Regions from separate parts of the Columba livia genome. Here region 2 is linked to region 1. Evidence: chromatin contacts called from public Hi-C data. All regions are on one chromosome and are shown on one strand. The core of a region is the stretch at or near the end of the contact, and the rest is flanking DNA. Distances in the headings are between cores, read along the strand shown.

The links. A called contact is a pair of places that touch in the nucleus more often than the background predicts.
Region 2: a contact with region 1 is called in a Hi-C map of liver, with 2.0 times the contacts expected there. The contact joins two enhancer-like sites. A contact is called at or near these places in 2 of 2 Hi-C or Micro-C datasets (crop and liver).

Annotation. Positions count from the first base shown.
Region 1 is chr13:6,201,717-6,207,162 of bColLiv1.pat.W.v2, reverse strand. The region is part of intron 2 of ANKRD11 (ankyrin repeat domain containing 11); the gene reads right to left. Among named protein-coding and RNA genes, the nearest start is that of ANKRD11, 68 kb to the right of the region's middle. Within about 2 kb of position 2,667, at least 3 of the 3 cell types and tissues checked have an H3K27ac peak away from gene starts, as active enhancers do.
Region 2 is chr13:6,254,664-6,260,109 of bColLiv1.pat.W.v2, reverse strand. It overlaps ANKRD11 (ankyrin repeat domain containing 11), which reads right to left. Exons shown (of 14, transcript XM_065028721.1): 6 at 2,136-2,306; 7 at 925-1,128. Among named protein-coding and RNA genes, the nearest start is that of SLC22A31, 19 kb to the left of the region's middle. Within about 2 kb of position 2,024, at least 3 of the 3 cell types and tissues checked have an H3K27ac peak away from gene starts, as active enhancers do.

The sequences.
Region 1 (5,446 bases), core at 1,418-3,917:
CTGGAAGGAAAGAGGAAAGCTTCAAGCCTGACATAAGCCAGGGCTCGGATTCCTCTATCAGCGCGAGGCTGCGCCGCAGATAAGGCTGCGTCAACTTTTCCATTTGAGCGCGCTCCCCTCTAAAGTTTACAGTCCGAAGGAAAATGTTTTGGCCAGGTGGAAACTTAACATACAGGCTCCCAAAGCAGGGAGCTGCCTGCGTATAGAAAACACGACAATGTCACCTGCCCAGACGTGATTTCCCCCACTGGGAAAGCGAAAAGTCTCATCTTCCTCCCCATGAAATTCTTCACATTCCTTCGCAGCAGATAAGCTGTACCCAGTTGTAGGCCAGAGCTGAACAAAGTGCCCCATAACATCAAACAACCCAAGGCACTGAAACGCCAACAGGTTAAACGTTAACCCAGGAGCTAAGAGGAGGGCACAGAACCGCAGCCATCCTGCCCAGCTCTGGCACAGCCCTCCTTGGCGCCACCGGCCTCTCCGCCAGCAGGAGCCGCGGGGTCGGAGAAGAAGGGAGGTTCTGGGCAATGAGAGTGTTTCTCACCTCCAGAGTCCATCTGCTGTGGGAAGGGGGGTGAGGAGAGCCAGGTGGAGGCGGCAGCTGGGCCCCCATGGCCGTGCCCAGCAGCAGGGTGCCCAGGGCAGGACAGCGGGGTGCCCGCTGCCACAGGCTCCCCCAGACCCATCTCACTGTTTTTTCCACCGCGGCAGGGTGAGCGGCAGCAAACCCAGCATGCAGTCTGCCAGCTCACCCATTCGGCTTCCTATTTTTGCGTGTGTCGAACTACAAAGATGCTCCATTTCCAAGGAAACACTGGAGGAGCCCGGCTCCCTGTGTCCCCAGGCCAGGGGCTGCGGCACTGGTCCCTGCGCCCGCTTCGGGGGGCAGCACCAGCACCCACCCTGTGCACCATGGAAGTTTTGGGGCCTGCCGAGGTGCACAGGGATGGGGAGGTACTTCGGTACCAGCACAGCCCTGGCCCCCCACGCTTCACTGCAGTTATCCCTGAAAACAGAAAAAAATGTGCTTGTTTTTCTGCTGCTGCTGAGCAGCTACAAAACGCTGCTCATCAGCAAGAGCATGAATAAACCCCAGCTCCTGAAGCAGTATCTGAAATCAGCTGCTCTCCAACCTCCATCACAATTTCAAACCTTTAATTTACTGAGGCTTGAGTGAAAGCAACATTTGTGTTTGTTTACCAGCCACAGAGGAGCTCTGAGCACTCGCGGTTTATCACGTTTACCCAACAGATATATTCTGGGGAGCTTCTCAGACCAACTGTGACTTATCACATATTACTGGTCACAAACTTTTCCACCCGTCCCCACAAGATCCCAGGGACCCGTCCCTGAGAGCCGGACGAGCCACCCACGCACATGGTGCTCCCAGCACTCGACAACCGCCTGGGCTGCTGTATTTCCAAGTTCAAAAGAAAAGAAAAAAGGGAGAAAACCAGCCTGATTTTGTTCTTCTTCCTCTGCTAAATCCTGCAGTGCTGGACCAAGACGCGGCAGTTTTTATCCAGGGAAGGACCCTTGTGGGCTCTGCTGAGGGCCGGAGGCCATGCGGGATCTGGAAAACTTTCCACCCATTACCTTCGGTGAATTTAAGACGTGCTGCTGTACGTCAGTGAAGCAACTTTGTTCTTTCTGGAGGGAACGGACAGATTGCAGGAGAAAACTATACCCCAATTGCTGCCAAATTCCACAGATTTAGTTATTAGTAGGCAATTAGGAACCATTATTAACACTTCCTACTACGTTAAGCTCCATTTGCAGCGCGCCTCTGTGCCAGGCTGGACCATTCCGGCACTCCGGCTCCACCGCGCACGTGGCATCACGTACCGAAAACTGCGCCTGCCCGCTCGCTGCCTCCTGGGCCGCTTCTCCACACATATATTTAATGCAGTTGTCTTACAAAATAAAATTGCAAGTAAAAATACAGATATTATAAAGGTAGGGGCGGGGAGGGGGGGAGGTAAATAAAAGCATGGCTGCACAAAGGAAAAACAATTTTGCTCTTGTTTTTTAACTCACAATCAACATCTGAGCTATTCAGGAAACTGGTGCACTGCCCTCCAACCAACTTCAATTAGGGAATTCAAAAGCAGTCAGACAAAAGAATGCCTGGGAGTTACTGCACCGCGCAGAGATATTTTTAGCAAGAGCTGGGAGGCTGTTTGTGGGACGCTGCTTTGCTTCTACTGCATTTCAGCTTTTGTATTTACACTTGCAGGACAGAAAGATTTACTAGGTCAGAGGGGGGAAACAGAGGAGAAGCAGCGTAAATGATGCGGATCATTTTGCTTTCTGATACTCTCAGAAGGTATTTCAGCAGAAGCTGATGGAGACCAGGGTGAAGCTGAAGATTTGCCTCCATCTGCTTTGAAATTCATCTTTCAGCAGGAATCTCCTGTTGGTCCTTTGGAAACCATGTAAAGGGCACATGGAGCCCTGCAAGGGTCGGTGCAGGCAACGTTGCCGTGTCCCCAGCAAAGCCGCAGCATACCTGCCCCGGGTCACCGACGGGTTCACAACCAGCACCACGTGGCTAATAGGCCTTGGCACACCAACACCCGCCCCAAACCCTCCGCCACAACCACCATTCAGCCCTTCACCCCGGAGCCAAGTGCACCTCCAAGCCCCACCGAGCCGCTCCTGTTTTTCAGAAGCCATTTCCCAAAAACGCCGGGAAGGTGCCGGCAGAGCTGGGAGCCCAAGGCCTGGCCGCGGCGCAGGGCCGTTCGGGAGCTGCCGGCACGGCTCCCCTTCCGCCGCCTCCCACCACTGCGGCAGCGCAGATGGCAGCAGCGTGACCTCGCTGTTCCTGCCTCCTTGTTTTGATCCCGCAGTCTTGATTGTTCAGGCTAATCCCACACTCCCAGCCTTGGCTGCCAGCCAGGGCTGTTATTAATGGCACAAAAGCTTCTCATTCCAGCTACTTCTACATCCGCTAATGCTGTTGTTCCCTTCTCTCGCTCCCCCTCTCACCACATTACAAACTGGAGCTGGAATATATTTTACAAGGGGAAAAAAAAACCTCCTCTCTGATCATCCTTGCACGCCAAGGGCTCCACCAGAACCGTACAGGAAAGGCTCGTCAGCTCCGGCAATAATTACCAATGGTAAAGCAGCAAGACCACCCTGCTCCTCCAGCCATCAGCTCCAAAGCAATAAACAGCACACAGATGTGGGGAGTTTCCAGCAATCCCCGAAGGAAACCAGGATCCCAGGCACAAGTACACACAGCTCAGGGAAAGGCTCTGCTGCCGGGCTGGGCAGGGACACGACACCCATCTGCTCTGCGGGTGCCACCAGCGTTTGGCTGCCTCGCTCGGGAAACCGCCTTTCCTGCTACTGGATTCAAATAGCTGTAAAGCTCTCAGTAAAAGCAGGCACTGAAAGGACGCCTCAAATCATTTGTAATTTAGTCCCTCACATGCCCTTTTACAGGTGCTCATCCCTCTGCAAGGCGCCCGGCAGTGTCCTGTGGCAGGGACGGCCGGGCGGCCGCTCTGAGCTGGGGCTGCTGACACCAGAGCGGGTGCAGGTCCCATGTCAGCTCAGACCTGGGGCCAGTTTGGGCTGGGAAGCAGTGAGGATATTAATCAGGGTCTTCTGATCCACCAGAGAGCCACCAGCCATGCCCACCACGCACAAATCCCCCAGCAGCCGCCACAAATGCTTGCCCAAAAAGTTTGGCCACGAGTCAGCAGAGCAGAGCAGGAGCTCAGCACCGCGCTCACCATCAGGCTGAAGGTTAGTGAGGTTTGGAGCTGCTCTGAACTGCAACCTCAGCCTGAGGAAGGTGTCCCCGGGACTCCCATGGGAGCAGCGTGGGCAGGGGCGTGGGTGCTGGGGTCTATCACAGCGATGACGCACCTGGATAAATCCACCCGGTTTTCAGCCCAAACTGTCACCCCGGTGAGATGATTCACCATGCTGCTCTCACTACTTGTCGAAGCGCAGGAAAGGAGAAAGCAGCTACAGGAACATTTCTTCTGATTAGGAAGGTCACTACATTTTTAATAAAGGGCTCTTTAAAGATAATCTCATTTCAGCATTTACACATGTTAAAGAGGTTACAGAGATCAAGACGTAATGAAGTAAAGGAGGAGAGGACAATAAACGTGTGACTGGGATGTCACCATGAGTGATATCTCCAGCACGTTGGTCCGATGCAGCAGAGAAGGGGGCTCAGGCACCAGGAATAGCAGGCTATTGCTCACTCACGAAAAACCAGTAGCAGATTTCTGAATGCAACTGGTATCTCCAGCTTCTCCTTTTCGTCCAGCACAGCTCCCCACCCCGCTCCCTTGTGCAAGCCCTCGTGCCAACGCCACCTCCCCAGGCACAAGCACCTCACGCCGCCACGGGCAGAGCCCTTGTCCACAGCACGAGGGGCTCATTTCAACTCCAGCCATCGCTGCAGCAACCCCAGCGACTCTTCCCACTGCAACACATGCTTTGCATCACAGCTTTACATCGGCTGAGGTTACATCTGACCCAAGTAAGAACCCGAAGATCTGCCAGCAGCTGCGGAGTTTCACGAAATCTCCGACAGCAGATCCGGCACGGCTTTTCATGTGCCATGGATTAACCCCCAGGAATGAAAAATTCTCCTGAAATGCTCAACTCCCACCCCACAGGGGTCTAAGGAAACCTGTTCTCATGCCCCTCTGCTCTATGTGCGTTGGGTTTCTTAACATTACGACGATTTGATGTGATGGTTTGGGGCCGGGGATCGCACGCTAGCTCTGCATACACTGAACGAGGTCACCGGGAAGAGAAAGTTTACATCAAGTTTGCAATAATTTCTCTACTGCGCTAGAGAAAATTTTGGTGCCTGTTCAAAGCTACCGTGCTTTGTTGCAGAGGGTGCAAAAGACTAAAAATAATCTTTATTCAAAACTACTTAATAGTCGCAAGATCAAGCGGAACAAAAGGAAAAAAAATATATTCTGAGGGAAATGATACTTCTAGAGCTCAAACGGCATTTCAAGTCCCCATCAAATAACTTTGAACTGAGGTTGCACAGAAGCAGGAGGAAGCGGGGAAACCAGCACCAATGAGATTTTCAGATCACCGGGGGTAAAGCAAAGGTGTCCCAGAACTACAGGAATTTAGCACGGCTGCATTGCTAATGGGTACGTTGGAGTGCCCTTGTGAAGCAACTGGTTTTTCAGAAATAATTAGCGGAGCAGGCAAGAGAGTTACAGACATGAAGAAGTGAAGAAAGAACAGTAAAAATAAGCAAATAGTTCAAATTAATGAAATCCTTGGACTTGCTGCAGTTGTATCAGCAAACAGGAGCTTCCCTGAGTTAATTCTCCTTGCATTTCCTACAGACATGGACAACCACAGCAGATATTTTAAAACCAAGACAGTACTCAAAGGCAAGCCTAACACCCTCACGTTTAAGGGGTGTGAGGTCTGCTACAGC
Region 2 (5,446 bases), core at 775-3,274, 54 kb before region 1:
TAGCTATTTATAGCCCCAAAATTGTGTGAAGAGAACAGCGAAGAGCAAAGTCAGGCTCTCGGACGTGCTGGAAGAAAAGGTGCCCCATGCTGATCCATCCTGCTGCTGGTGCGGGTGTGCGAACAGCACTGCTCACACCTCGCCCAGGACTCGTGTCCGTGCCCATCCCAGGCGCCTTTCCCCGCTCCCAGCACTGAGAGTTTGGCAGCACTGATGGGGAGGAGGATGACGAGGAGCAGGTGTTACCATCATCTCCTCTAACTCAGCTGCCCGGCTGGCACAGCTGGAGCCTGACCTTGTCCTTGGCACCGCTCCTGCCAGCGGCACCCCCACGTTCGGTGCTCAGAAACAGCGCCCAGAACGCTGCAGGCATCAGCCACTCAATGCTGGAGCGATGGCTTTACAAACCCACTCTTCTCAGTATTTTTGTGCACATAATTTCCCACATTTTAAGTAAAAAAAGGAGCTAAACCAGCCCATTTCCCTTTGCAAACCCCCCTCCAGACTCCCAAGACAGCACGCACGTGGAAGGGCAGGAGAAAAGGGACCAGAAAGTCACAGACACATAGTGCGGAGCCACGGCAGCCCCCAGGATCACTACGGATCCAGCCCAGCATCGCCGCCCAGCGGGAGCGCGGTCAGGGCAGACCGGGCAGCCTGGCAACTCAGCTGCCAAACTGCACCAAGGGAACCGATCTTGCTCAGGGATTTATTAGGTCAACAAATCTGCACTAGGGTATTTTTTTAAAAGGATGGCAAGACTCCTCCAAAAGGGCTACATCCTTATTATTGGTTAATTCCCTTCTTTACAAATAGCAAACCCATGTTAAAAAGTAACTGCTTTCCCTGGCAGGAGCAATTCTTGGAATGTTCAAGTGGGTGGGAAAAGGCCCGGATGGGTGTGCTGCCCTGCAGGCTGCTTACCTGCAAAGTCCTTCACATTGACATCTGCACCCTCGATGATGAGCTCCTTGATGCGCCGGGCATCTCCTCGGATGGCAGCTCGATGCAGCCGAGTCTCTCCCCGCTCGTTTCTCTTATTTACTTTATCTTTGGTTTTGGAGGCAGAGTTAGGAGTTCCCTTCTGACAAACTGTGGACTGAGAGGGATGCTTTGGTGTTGTGTCAACTGCAGGGAGGAGAGAAACAGTCAGGAATTCCAAGCAAGGCCGAAGCCCTTAGAGGGAGCTCTTGCAACACGTTTCGTGTTGCCTCTCCCCAGAACGCTCCCCGTAAGGCAACAGCGCAGACAGAGAACAGCCTGCGTGTGTCGAATGCAGATATTAATTGCAGGCTGCCAAAGCCCACCAGAGAGAGCTGCGGCCCTTGCAGGGGCTGCAGGCGATCCCACGATTTAGGGGCAAACAATGCAGCTCCCTACCCTAAAACCTCATTTCCTAAGGGAAGTGGCTTTTCCCAAGTCCATGTGAGGTCTGGCAGCCCTGGGACGAGGCTGCACATTTCCTGGGAGAGTAGTTCATCCCTCTGAGGACAACACAGCTTTTTGTCTTTTTTTTCACTTTTTTTCCCCCAGTAACAGCAACATAAGCTGCTAGATCGGTGTCAAGAACAAACTATGTGGCTAAAAGCTGCAATGTTTGTGTGTAGGCTGCAGATGTGCACAGACAGACAGCACAGTGCCTCTAAAAACTCTGCGGGGTCATGTATGCAACAGATAAAAATTACTAAAACACAAAATCCGTGGTAAACACATTCCAGCTGCTCCGCATCTCAAGTTACAGCTGCACTGCTTACGGGTCCTATCCCTCTCCACAACAAGAAACATTAAAAAACCCACAGCGGATGGTATTTTAACTTTTTTTCACAATGCTCCTTCACTGAGTCAGGCTGAGAGGCCAGTGGAAACGTGGAGCTGTGCCGTGGAGGAGGCTCCCGCGGAACCAAAGCTCTGGTTATGTGGCCAGGGCAGGCTGAGCGTGGCCCGGGGGACATCTCCTGCCACCAACGTGGTCTGGAGGAAGGAACGGCAGCCACGGCCCGTGCCCAGAGCCACAGCACAGCCGGGGGGTGCCTGTGTCCCCTCTCCAGCATCCCACCCACAGCACTGAGAGCGGGGAGACCCCATGGAGCAGCTTACAAGCAAAACCTCTGAGCAAACCCCCCTTGGGATCTCACCTGGGCTGTTTGCAGACTCTTCTGCTGTCATCTGCATAAGGAGAGCGACCTGCTGGCGCTCGGAGAGCGGGTAGCCTGCCCGGATCCCCGAAAGGCCCATTCCGAAGAGCAAGCCAGGCTTTCTGGTGGCGGGTTCCTTTTTAATTCTCTTCCGCTCGGGACCCTGCTTTTCTGTGGTGCGAGGAGACACAGAAACACAACCTGTGAATGTCGCTGTAACTGAAAAACCCACTCAATTCTGAGCAAAGCGTTAACAGCTCTCCAGCTCTGCTTCTGCATCTCACAAGTACAACGGCCTGCGGTGATGGACACATCCCTGCACTGGGGGTACCTGTGGCAGCCACATCCCTGCGCTGGGGGCATTGGTACTCGTGGCAGCCGCTGCGGTTGCAGCCGGGACATGCACCGCACAGCCGGTTCTCCCCAAACCGTCAAACAGCAGTGGGAAAGGGAGGGAGCGGGTCCTTTGCGGGGCCGCTGCCAGCATCGTACATTTCATCTTGTTCTTAGGAGTCTCCATCTCATGCCGATGGTGCTTCAAGGAGCAGACGCAACCTTGTACCACACAGCATGGACTGGAGGCATCTAAAAGCACCAGCAATGAGTGCTAACGAGATACGGGCTGACAGATTGGAGACGTTGCCATCTCATGCTCTCGTCATCACCAAACCAAGGGCTCTGCTGGCCCGGGGAGCACTGGGCTGGTCCTCTCCTCCCAAAGTGGGGGTTCCAGCCCAGCAGAGAGCACCTGCCCGCAGTCAGGGCGATGACTATTCAGCCACATCCCCTCCTGCATCTGAAAAACTCCCCAAAAAATGAGAAGGGAGGAAGAAACCCCTGTGCCGGGCTAGTCATCCCACTAATCCCAGCCTGACACTCGGTCCCCTCAATCATCCAGCTGGGATTAGCTGCTGCCAGGCCATGGGCACAGGGCCGGCCAAACCCCAGCCCTCCCTGCACTGCCAGCTGTGCTCCCAATGCCTCCCACAGCAGCCCCGCTTCCAGCTGCTGGGAACTGGTCCCTGCTGAGCACAGTGCAACTCGCTGCCTCCCTCCCTGCCCAGCTCAGCCCGGCTCACACACCCGACCTCTGCCACAACCCTGACCCTACAGCTTTTCTTGAGCACTTTTCCAGTTTTCTTTATGCAAGTACTGATCCTTTCCGCACGCGAGGGGGGTCAGCAGCCCTTCCTCTGCGCTCCTGGTTTGCTTGCTTGCGCACGCTGCCCAGCGGGAGCACAAAGCACGGGGCTGCAGAGCTGCGGTCCCACTGCAGGGATGTGCTGGTGAACAGAGTTTCGAGATGCCAGATCAGGAAACAAAAATTAAGTTTCCTTTCGTGGAGGAGAGGCAGGATATGTATCTGCAGAGCAGCACGGCAATTCTTTGCCAGCAGCCAAGCTGCATCCCTCCTACCCAGCAACTGTCCTAAACCCACAAAGCAGCAGAAGGAAGATATGGTGCGTGTGAGTGGAAAATCCGTCTTCGCTCACATCTATTTCTAAGCACCGACACAGTTTGTTTATAACCAGACTAACTGCAGGGCTCCTGCTGCGTGGAGAGTGCTGCTGCTGATATTCTTAGCAGCCATCAAAGTTCCCAAAGGCAGGTGAGCGCCTCCTCGCCCTCATATCGTGCACCCCAACACCCATTTGAATCAAGGCCAGTCTGATGCTGCTTGAAGAACCCGAACAGCAAAACACGTTGCTGCATCCTTGATGTAACGAACACACCCGACAGCCAAGCTGTTCAAAACCTCCCGCATAAACAGCAGCTCTGTTCTCAAACCGACCGCGCTTGCTTTTCAAGAGAGCAAATCCTCCCCGTGACTTTGAAGCACAAAGTAAAAATCTTTTTAACGAAAAGGAGTTTTGACTCGTGCAGCCCCCGGGTCCCACGGGCTCGGCCGCAGCAGGGGCTGGTTCTGGCCAGGACGCTGCCAGGAGCCGCGGAGGAATCCAGGGGGTTATTTATCTATCACATCAAGGCCGCACGTTCATGCTCCCCCAACGAGGAGCACAGCACTGGCCTGCTGTCCCTGCCCATGCAGCACGGCAGCTCCTCCAGTGACGGAGCACAGGCAAGGGCACCCTTCTACACAAACATCTGACTCCAAACATGCTTATTATTTTGCTGAAGGTATTTTGAGAATCCCAGAAAGTGTTAGAGGGATGATACAAGGAGGTTTGCAAACAGGTCAGTGTCTGCGAATGCTCTCCAAGAAGCAGGGCTCGGGCTCCCAGCAGCCAGGGAGGGGAAACCCCCAAAATGTATCACCAGGTCCCCAGCTCCAGTGCCCTGAAACTGAGAGGCAAAAGTGTGTGGGGACATGTGGAGGTCCAAGAGGATTTGGAACAGATCACACAGATGCTTGATGGACTAGCGGCATCCAGTCGCTTCCCCACCACCCGGCCTGTGCCCGGGGAACAGCAAATCCTGCAGCCCGCCAGCTCTAACCCGCTCTGCTCACCCAGCCCTTCGTTGTTTTGTACAAGGCGACACAGGTCACCCCACGTGGCCACCACCAGGACAGAACCTCCTTTGCCTCTGTGCAAAGTCCAGCAGCTCAGGCAAAACCACCAAGAGACAGGCTCAAACTCAACCGCTGGACTTTGTGCTGAAGTGCGGATTTCCTCGTTCATTCACCAAACCGCCAGTGGAGTGAAAGTCTCCGGCAGACGAGGGCAGCAGCGCGTGGGGACGTCTGCACCGCTCAGCTCCATTCGTGCTGCTCGCTCCTCCTGCGCTCCCTCGGCTGACGAGCCGGTGGCTCTGAAAACCTTGTCCCTGCACAAAGGTGCCACTGTCTGCTGCACTCCCGCTGCAAACGCCTCACCCAGAGCAGAGGATTTCCATCAACCCCCTGCACCTGGGAGCCTGTACATTTAAAAAATAGCAACTCTGTGCCAGGGAATCTCTCCGACCAGACAGCACAGGCCACCCCTCTTCAAATACAAGCCTGGGAAACACATCTGTGCACTGAAGGAGAATTTCAGTCTAATTCTCCAAAGCCACGTTTTGGTCGCCCTGGAAGCTGTAAGATTAAATCGGATCACAGGAAAGTGAAAGTTTTTTAATGGCTTAAAATAAAATTAAACTCAATGTGCTTACAGTAAGGAAACAAGCAGCCCGAGCAGTGCGTCCCACCGGGCACAGGGACGGCTGAGCCACAGAGGCTGCACCTTCCTACTCCTCGCTGGGCTCCTGAGCCGCCGCTCAAAGCAGGTTTGTTAAATCCCCGCTGGGGAAAGCCTGGCTTTGCTGTATGCCTCGGCTCCGCAGGCAGCTCCGGCGCCGTCCCGTGCTGCAAA